2 separate regions of the Dromaius novaehollandiae genome follow, and region 1 is linked to region 2. Evidence: chromatin contacts called from public Hi-C data. All regions are on one chromosome and are shown on one strand. The core of a region is the stretch at or near the end of the contact, and the rest is flanking DNA. Distances in the headings are between cores, read along the strand shown. Region 1 holds the start of LOC112996776 (OX-2 membrane glycoprotein-like). Region 2 overlaps PLCXD2 (phosphatidylinositol specific phospholipase C X domain containing 2).

What was found. A called contact is a pair of places that touch in the nucleus more often than the background predicts.
Region 1: a Hi-C map of liver shows a contact between it and region 2, with 4 times the contacts expected there. The contact joins the promoter of LOC112996776 here to the enhancer-like site in region 2. A contact is called at or near these places in 2 of 4 Hi-C or Micro-C datasets (brain and liver).

What each region holds. Positions count from the first base shown.
Region 1 is chr1:99,540,585-99,545,741 of bDroNov1.hap1, forward strand. LOC112996776 (OX-2 membrane glycoprotein-like) reads left to right here and starts at 1,743. Exons shown (of 6, transcript XM_026122445.2): 1 at 1,743-1,798; 2 at 4,363-4,444. The coding sequence starts at 4,387.
Region 2 is chr1:99,221,571-99,226,760 of bDroNov1.hap1, forward strand. PLCXD2 (phosphatidylinositol specific phospholipase C X domain containing 2) reads left to right here. Exons shown (of 4, transcript XM_026112393.2): 3 at 130-371; 4 at 2,959-5,190. The coding sequence ends at 3,121. Among named protein-coding and RNA genes, the nearest start is that of PLCXD2, 19 kb to the left of the region's middle. Within about 2 kb of position 3,346, at least 1 of the 2 cell types and tissues checked has open chromatin away from gene starts, as enhancers often do.

The sequences.
Region 1 (5,157 bases), core at 493-2,992, 320 kb after region 2:
GATATAAAAGACATGGCCAAAAATCAGTTTGTCATCAGTAACACAGAGGAACCCAGAAGACACGGCGAGGGCTCGACAGAGAGCATCCCCTGAGCCCCCCCACTGCTGCGACTTTGTGCTTGCGAGTATGAGACTGTGTGTAAAATCAGCTTGCTTAGAAATTTCTGTATAATAAAATCACCTCCCATTTCCCTAAGATTTTTCACTGAGTTTTTACACAAACTTCCTTCAGCCTCATGTCAGAAAGAAGGTATTTTTTGCTTATCTGGCTTGAGGGTCCAGAAAAGAATCACCCTAGTCTTAGCGCTCAAAACTTCATTGGTGATGATGGCCCGGCTATTGACCTGTTGCTAGCAGTTAATATTCCAATTTGTGATAATTAAGAAAAAAAATCCATATTTTCCAGGTTGACGATAACTTTAGTAGATTTGTTACATAACTTTCAGTGAGGCTTTGCAATAAATGAGATCAAGAAATTTATACAGTCCAAGAAACCCGACTTTCTGGAACACTGGGTATTCACAACCCAGCACCTGTGAATGTCACAGTTCTTAACTATTTTTGTAGTTTATTATTATTATTCCATCATCTTGCTGCCATTGGATTATTGTTTTCCTGTTTTATGACAGTATGAAAATCTGTAACAGTTCCACCAGGAATGAATTTTTATTATTAACATCAAAGTGAAATCAGGGAAGAATATGCTTTGAACATAGAAACACTTTGCTTTGTTGCATGTTGGAATACAATCCAAAATTTCTTTAAAAATAGACGGGAGTTCTGTTTTATGCTGCAATCCTTTTCTCAAAAGCAGTGTGATCATCCGTCTTGGGGAACAATTGGAATTAATTCTGTGTTTAGAGTCCTGGAATTGTTAAAATCTTACGGTCTTTCAGTGTTTACTGTGTTCTTAGCTGAAGCAGTTCAGAGAACAATCAGTTAATTTTGTTAATATTAGTAATCCTTGAAGGAAAAATGGAGGGAGTACTTGGAGTTCCTGATAAAAACACAAAGGCTGAAGGAGGAAAACAGCCTGTTATATTCCTGGCAGTTCAGCCCTTAGGGGAAGGAAATCATTTTCAGCAGATTCCAGAGGCACTTGAGCCCTGGCAGATGCTAAAATGTGTTTATAGTTTTGCTGCTGGGTGATTAAAAAAGAGCAGGGCATGGACCCACGGACCCACAATAGGCTCTCCTTGTTGGTGTGCAAGGCTGAAGCCCAACTCCGTGACCACTGTCACCCCTAACCCATCATGGGAGCGACAAGGCAAATGTCGCGCATGTCCTGGAGGAGGAGGGTCCGGGCAGCTACAGCCTGGCCTGGCCTCCAGCCCGTCCCTGGAGGACTGCGGAGCCGATGCCCCTCCAAGCCCGCCAGGCACAAGCAGAACAAGGAGGTGGCTGGTGTCCGTGCGACTTCCCGGCGGGCAGAGCAGGACCCGGCCGCCGCCGGCAGCAAGAGGGGCGGCCGTGCGGGCGAGGACACGGCGGCGGCGGTCAGCAGCACCCTGCTCGCCCAAGCGCTGCGAGAGGGACCGCCGGGCGCGGCTCGGCTTGGCCGTCGGGGCTCAGGGGGCGGCGGTGCCGGCCCGCCCGGCGGTGGGTCGCCAGCCGGCAGCGCTGCTCCGGTGCCGCGGGGCGGCCCCGGGGCGGTGCAGCGGAGGTGGCCCGGGGAGGCGGCCCCGGCCCGGCCCGGCCCAGCCGGCCCGGCGCTGCCCGGGGGGGCGCCGCGGCGGGAGGCGCAGCGCAGCCCCCGGATGGCTGCCCGGCCGTCTGCGCCCCCGGGACACCGCCGCGAGTAAGCGCCGGCTCCGCGCGGGTTTTTCTCGGGTTTTGCTATTTTGGGGGTTTGTTTTGTTTTTTCCTCTCCTTAAATGTGTTCAGCCACCGAGCGCGGAGATTAGCGTCGGAGATCCCGCGGCTGGCACCCAGAGCGGCCGCGCTGCAGCTCGCAGCCGGGCACAAGCTGCGGTTTGTCCGGACGGTAAAGTGCACTGAACACCGGAGGGGTTGGGGGGGCGAGGGGGTTGCAGGGGCTTGAGCCGTTTCTGTGCTCCGAGTGTTTCTGGATATCGTAATGCAGTGGTGCGTGGGCTCCGGCCGCCGTTAGACCTGCGCGTTTTGCTTTAAAAAGTATACTTCGCCAAAAGTATGAAAGGTTTTTAAAAGCTGATTGGAAAAGAATCATAAAAGGTCACTGAGGGCAATTAAATACAGCAGTGGGGACACAGTCTGTAGCTCAGGAAACTTCTGAGATGCAATTTGAAAGAGCAGAGCATGGGAAGGATCGCTTTTTACTTGCCCTGCTCTTACGCCTTTTCTTTTGCTTTTCCCTCCTAGTACACTAGAATAGGTCTCTGACTTAGAGGGACTTTTTTGTGACCGGTACAGCTGCAGGATATGCTGGTTCCTCATTGTAGGACATCTTGTAGCTATGGTGGGTCAGAGCAATGGTGTGTGAAGGAATTCACCAGATGCTAAAGCAGCGAGATAGTAGAATATTATTGAAAATTGTGCTTTCCTGAAGGTGTAGCACATCTTTCTGGGGTTTATAAACATTTGGCAACCAGAAACTTCTCTCTGGTCTTTTATACTGGCCATTAATTTTTGCATATTTTTAGGAATATCTGTCTGAACATTTTAGTGCCATGCTGAAGTATCTGACTATGCTCTATCGTCTGGCAAGTTCATTACTCATTTGGCTTGTTGCTGACAAATTCTTATTTCTTGATTTTATGTTTAAGAACTTAGTGTGCATTCATGCTTCTTAGCTGTGGAGTTGTGTAAGGAGTTGTTTTGGCCCAGAGAGTTTAAAATGTAAGGGCAGGCTACTTCAAGTGTGTGCGTGTGTGTTATGTGCACAAGTTTGCTGGTAATTTGTTTTTTAAAAGCAATTTCCTTTCTCCTTCTCCTTCATTTATTCGTCAGCCCTTGCTTTCTAGAATACTATGATAACACAGAAAATGCTTACAGTTCCTTCAGTTTTCTGTTTGTTGCATGTTGTGAAAAACTTGTAAGAGTTGGAGTTTGTCTGTGTTCTTGATAGGACACATTGCCAAGAAGCATCAGCTAGCCTTGCTGATACTGGCAAGAAGTTCAGGGGTACGTGATATGTGTTACAAAAATACTTTTTGTCAAATAAATTTTTCCGCTTATATGATGCAAGCTTCAGTTCCAGGCAGGTCAACAAGGCAGTTGTATTATGGCAGCATTAACTGATTGAGGGAATGAAGAGCAAGTCAAGAGTTATTCAGTAAGGAAAGCAGAAACACAACCTCTCTTTTGCCACTCCCCCTCCTTGAGAATATATTTGTATGTAGTAGGTGCAGTATGCCCCAGAGGTTCCCCAGTTCATTATGTTTTGGGCAGATGGAGAGTCCTGAAGCCCTCAGAGAAGATTCTTCCAATTTAACCCTTCTGTCTCTCGTGCAAACTCTACCTCTCTCCCACTGCTCCAGCTAGTCCCGGGGCATCTGCTGCTTCATAAATTGCAAGCAATACATCGGGCGTTTTGTGGAAGCCACTGGGCACCCTGCACAGCTCTCCTCTCAGTGAGTTGCTGCAACAGTTGGCCTTTGATATTAATGGATAACTTGTTGATTAATAAAATAAGGGCGGGGGACACGGGGGGGGGGAAAATCATTCCCTAGGGATATCTGAACAACTCTACTGGCTCAACAATCCAGTTTCTTTCTAAACCTGTGCACAGCTTGAACCCTTGCAGTGATCACAAAAACTCTGCGTTAATGGGTCCCACCACTAAACTGTTTGTTGCGTTAACAAGAACTTCCTTCAGTTCATCTGAAATGGTCCACTTTTAGCAGTTAAATTAGGTGTCACCTAGTGTTTGTGCTGGAAGAAACAGCGAGTAACTATTTCTGCTCATCTTCTGCTGCTAATGTTTGTTTAGACCTTTCTACTATCACAGTGAGAATCTATACAATTTTTTATCTGCTCAGGTGGGTCTCTGAGCTACAAGAGACAGGGTTTCAAATGCATGTTTAAATTAAACCCATTGCTTTGCTTTGCATGCATGAATTCATCCCTTCAGTAATTCAGTATCCATGAGCAAGTGCTCTATGAAAGAGTTAACTGCTGTTTGCAATTCTGGCTATAAATGTGAGTCCTTCAGGAACAATTCAGAAAATGAATGCCTTTCTAACTTCTGTCACACAATATTTTGCTCCTTCATCTCAGCAATTTTTATGTTGTGTAGTAGGACCTGTGAAATTTGCTGTCTGCCATTCATAAATACATTTTTCTTATGTGACAAAGCAACTGTAATACTCACACCGTGGAGAGGTGGTATCACTGGAAGATGATCTGTTATTAAGTTGTACATCTCTTCTCATCTCTCTTCAGGTGAAGGGGATTCTGCCTTCCAAAATGACTTTCCAGGCTCTGCTTCTGAGTCTGTTTTGTGTTGTGCTTGGAAAAGCAAGTGGTAAGTTGGATTTCCTCTTGTCTGTCTGCAAATTGTTGGAGGTCTGATCTCTGATTCCTGAAGCTTCACCAGTGAGAGTATGGGCCAGGAAAAAATAAGGATAATACAGATCGCTGGTCCTATCCGAGGTACATTAGATAGCTGAGACATATACATGGACCTGGTAGATGTGACACAGGATCTGCTGGAGAAGCATTTGGAGGTGGGGACACCCACCCCTATAGCGACACTGGACACCCCTGTTTAGGCAACTGTGTTGAGCCCTAGGGGAGAGTTCACAGCTTCCCATGCTGTATCCTCTCCTCAGCACCCAGTCTCTCTCTTTTTCCCCTCTGTTTCAAACACGTTGCAAACTGAAGCTATATTGTCCAAACATTCTCTTTAGCCCATTTCTCCACGCAGTTCTCTGAGAATGGCTTGGTATGTGCCTTCCTTGTGCATTCAATCTTCCTCTAGCTTTTTGAGAACAAAAATCACTCACGTGTCTGCTGAAGATGGGAAGCTGTGCATGGATTTAACAAAACTGAAGTGAGTCTGCAGGGCCTGGTACAGAAATGGGGTGTGTCTTTTCCTGTTAAAGAGTCTAGTGGAAAAAGGCAGGGTCTCAGCTAGTGTAAATCAAGATCACTCCATTGACTTCTAGGATCATACCAGAGCAGGACTTCTAGGTGTGGGAAAACCACAGAAACAATATGTCATTAATAAATTGCTAT
Region 2 (5,190 bases), core at 2,096-4,595:
AGTTCACTGCTATGCTAACTCCAGCAATAACATACAAGTGTAAACTAGTACAAGATCCTGTTTTAAGAAAACAGCAATGAAGTAATTCATTCTTTATTTATCCCTTCTCCTTTCTCTGTGTTATGTTAGGTTCTCATTTTCTACCACTACCCTCTGTACCGGGAGTACCCCTTCCTGTGGCCAGGGAGTAAAATGCCAGCACCATGGGCTAACACAACCAATGTGCACAAACTCTTACAGTTCCTGGAGACCACTCTCGAGGAACGAAGTCGTTACGGGACTTTTCATGTTTCTCAAGCAATTCTCACGCCTCGAGTGAAAACTATTGCACGGCATCTAATCCGTGGTCTGAAGAATACACTTGTTCATAGGTAAGGACTTGATCTCTCAGATTTTTAACTTAACACCTTTCATGTTGAAGAGGCAATGAGTGAGCAAGACAAATGAAAAAATATGACTTGATGAACTTTTAGGAAACATGCAATTTTATTTTATTACTGTTGCTGATGCCAGATATTTGCAGTCATTTTAAAAATCATGAATTACTTTATTTCCAGTTGCCTTCAGTAACAGGGAATATATGTAAGCATAAGTGCATTTCCTGGTATCTGGAGTTCTTTGAATATGATTTCATGAAATATAGACTAGACCTGTAGCTTCAAATTAATAATTATTTCCAAATTGGCTGGATTTGAATTTAGGGAAGAAAAGCTTGTACCACAGAGGAAAACAAGGCTGCATTTACTGTGGGCTAAGTTCTGCATTTCTTTTTGTACATGTCTGACTTGGTGATTTTGGTAATGGCCAAAGATATGTGACCTGGGGCAGTATTTTTTTGCATTTTGGGTATTCTGTTTCACCAGAAACAAAATGAGTAATCTTTTTCCCCCTGCCACTGACTGTTGTACCATTTGTCTATTAATACCATTAGAAGAGGAGTCTGCTGTGAGTAGCACAGAATGCCAGTAACTCTTAATAGCATTAACAACATAATTATGACCAAGATCAGATCCATGTAACTTCATTTATTTTATTTTGTGATATTATCACCTTTTAGCCTATTTGCCAAAACTGTAACAGTCCTGTTGGGATCTGGTCTCCTGGCTTGCTATTTCATATTGACTGTTTTGTCAAGACAAGCTGTTAGTGATACAATGATGTAACAGATTCCAGATAACACTTGTATAGATGCTCACAACTGCCTTAATTTGCTCTGACTGTCATTGTGATCATCTGAGCAACTGAGCATAATACTAAGCAGCAAGATAAACACATCTGTGTCTTGACAGCCAGTTCATAGTTCCTTTGGGAGAATCATTGATCACTTCAGTAGTAATTACAGTATTATTTTGAAGTCAGTCAATATAATGTATTTTCTTAAAAATCCTCTCTGAAAAAGAATGAGCATTGTGGTTCCACAACCAGAAAAGTTGTTGATAGAACTACTGAAATTCTAGGTGAAATATAAACCATGGAGGAGTTGGTCTCCTTCCTGTATACAGGAATTAGTCTGGCAAAGGATAATTAAATCCAAATGATATTTGTCACAATTTATTCAGGTATTCTCTTAAGCTTGATCTTTACCAAAACCTGTGTTTTGTATTAAACACTAGATGGTGCTCAAGACTGGCAATTGCTGTTAATAAGCTGCACAAGTCTAAATAAGTATTGTATTGTTGGTAGATATATTTAACAGGAAACATGGGTGTAACTAGTATCTCTGTACTGTATGTTTAATATGCTGTTGTCTCATGATTAAAGTAAGAAAGATCATACTGAATTTCAGGGTGGTTTTTTAAACCAGTAAAGAGTAAGATAACTTCATAGGATATCCAAGCTCTTTTGTTTCAACAGTGATTCCTGGCACAGCTCTGAACTTTGTTAGCCCCCTGATATGTAGGAAGCTTTGTGTAGCTCTGTTCCTGTCCCCTTCATTTCCACTTACTTGTTTGAAAGTAAGCTATGAAAGATTAAAATAGAGGCCAGTGTTTGCTAAAGCATGAATGTTTACACATCCTGGCTGATGCATAAATCTGAGAGCTGTGGGGTGTTTTCTTGGGGGGGGGGGGGAGGGGCGGGAGGCTGTTCTGTTCACTAATTTGCTTGTCTGCTGTCATCTCAATGTTGTTTGCATATTATGGTACTAATGTACATAATTGTAATATATTTGGTCATTCTTTTGTCTCTAACTGCTGAAATCCCTGGGGCTTGCATATTAGCGTACAGAAGCTTGTACAGACTCCTGACTTGCACTCTGTCCAAGAAATGACTGAAATTTCTCCCCACTGTAGTATTAAAACAACTCCCAACACGCCTCACTTTTCCTCCAGTTACAATAATGTGTGATGAGATGCTCAGCCTTGACAGAGCTGAGGGCTAGAGTGCAGGTTTGATTTCTGTGATCCCACTGCTCTGAGTTGGGTCCAGAGACTGAAAACTGGTGTTTGGTGCAAGTGCAGAGCACACTGACCCAATAGCCCTTTCCTAAGGCAAAGGCTTCTGGCTGGGTGGGAAACATTTTGGGCCAGATCTAGCTTTCCTTTGGGCCATGCTGGAATCCTCATGCAAGTCCTGCTGGTGTGTAATTAAGCTTTTCATCAATATGTACTTGAGCAAAAACAAACCAGGATGGAGGAAATCGTAGTGCCCCATTAAATCCTGAAGCACAGTCTGTTCAGTGAAGAGAGAGTCCATGATTTGTGCTTTGTATGAATGGTAATTTTGATCAAAAACTGAAGAATATTTTTGTGCCGAATGATTAGCATCTAATAACCACATGCCATGTTAAGCACTCTTCTTATCAGGCTGGTTGCATTTCATAGGGGCCAGTCAGCACATGATCACAAATGTGAGATTATTAACATAATCCACAAACTTCATGTAATATTTAAAATAAGCAGAGCGCTTACAGATGAATGTCTTTAAAACTGTATAATTTTTTTCTTTCATTCTCTTTAGGAACCTGCCTATGATTCTGAACTGGGTAAAAACACAGAAACCAGGTGTTATGGGTGTTAACATAATTACATCAGACTTTGTGGAGCTGGTTGACTTTGCTGCTACAGTTATTGCATTAAATGATCTTCTTTTAGAAGACGATGAAACTGCAAGTAAATCCTGATTGTGTCTTATTGTACCCACAGTGGAGATCTTCACTTGCTTCTAAACTTTTTATTAAGTGAAATTATTGTAACCTGTTTATCTAGGAAAAAAAAATATCTAGAAGTATGGTTAAAAATCATATCCAGGAGGGTCTCTTTTCTCACTGATGTGTAGGTCTGACTGGAACACAAAGTACTGTCTGAGTGCTGCTGCCTGGCTTTTTGTGGCTACATGTTTGACTAAGTTATGCACACATCTGCTGCAGTACAGTGTTGTCTGCCTGCCAACAAGAGGCTGGCCTCTGAAGCAGATGTACCCAATTACTGTATGCGTCTCCCTGGTGACTGGACGCACTGTGTCTTCGTGTGTGCATCCTGCTTGTTTCTCAACTCAAGGACTCAAACCCAGGATCACTGCTGGTGCTGCTAGCAGCAGTTTTACCAGGCCACCTAAGGTCATATTGTTTCTCTGGCCACCTCAGGCTTAGCTGGTTTCAGCTGGAAGCTGCTGTAATATTCGTTACACTGTTCTGGGCACTACCTCTGACTTAATTGAAGAAACAATATTGCTTTTGTTCAGAGAGAGCTGTTAATGCTTATATTGAATACTCTAACTGTAGTTTGGGCCTGAGATGTAAAGGCTTGTAACACTCTGCCTCTTTGGACTCCAAGCTCTTCTTCTGGACTTCTTTATTTTAATGCACATACTGCAGTTGTGTTTGAGAGTGTATTTCCTATTTGGAATTATTTTGGTAATTTGGAGAAAGTTTCAGTTACAGATCATGAGACTCGTAACTCACAAGTCAATTTCTGTTGTGAGGCGTTCAAGAAACTGCCCAGCAGCCTCTCTCTCTTGCTTGTGGTTCACTTGTGTTTTTTCCATATATTGAATTTTCTTTGGGGAAAACTTTTCACGCAGATACTTTTGTGAAAAGAGGAGGGCCAAGTGGAAGTTTGTTCAAAAAAAACTGGGCCTGATAAGGACTTCTCAAAACCCAAATATCGAATCTGATGTTTGCAGTGCAGTGGTGAATTCCAAGATCTGATCCAAATGTTATGCTTGATGTCAGAGAGCTGATGTGCTAAGAACAGCTACAGTGGAAGTATTTTCTCAGCCTGTACCCACTTGTGACTAAGGAATAGCCACATGTAGGCAGGCAGTGGTGCTAATTCTTTATGTAGTCATAATCATTTTTGTGTTGATCCACAGCAAAACATTACCACGTGTTTGACAGTCACATGTTGGTACATATCAGTACTTAACTGACTAACTGATAGCAGTCCTACAGTCTGATTTATCTTAGGGTTTAAACAAGTGACTGGTTAGCAGATACTTCTCTGCTCAGTTGTCTTCCTAAAGCAACTGTTGGGTGCACTAATTATTCAGTGATTATGAACTTATTTTAATCTCCTTATGTTACTTAAGAGAACAGATTGTCATTATAGATGTTCTATTCCAAAAAAAAAGTGAATCTGTATTGTGTATTCCTATCTTGTGTCTGCCATTATGGTGTCACAGTACTGAAAAATCTAAAAGCATTTTGCTTGTTTGTTGCAAGCTCTGAACTCGGACAAGATTATCTAAAGTTTGCAAACCTTCCATGTGAACCTTGGCCGAGGTCTGAGCAGACTGTAATCTGATTTATCTGTTTGCATGTTTTTCATTAGAGTTTTTTTTTTTTTTTTAACTGAATCTTTTTTCTAAGGAAATGGAGGATCTGTTTTTTAAATCTGTCTTTTGTGTTTCAGCAAGGGGGGACAAGTAATGGAAAGCAGTTCTGGGAAACTGAAAATCAACTTTTAGGTTTTTTTAAACTTTGTTTGAAAATTCCAGCAGAAGATTTTTACTGTTTGTTGATGAAACTGTTGCAACCTGTTTTGAACAGCTTTATTGTCTGCAAAGTTATTTAAAACATGTAGATTTCATTTAGCTGAAATTTGTGTTAACTTACTTTTCTCATGGCTCAAACTCTAGTAATAAATGTTACAGGTTTGTTTTCAGTGGTCTTTTAGTTACAAATAGTCTTAGAGCTCAGAACTCAAAAAACCCGGTATGAATGCAGATAAAATGGAAATGAATAATACATTT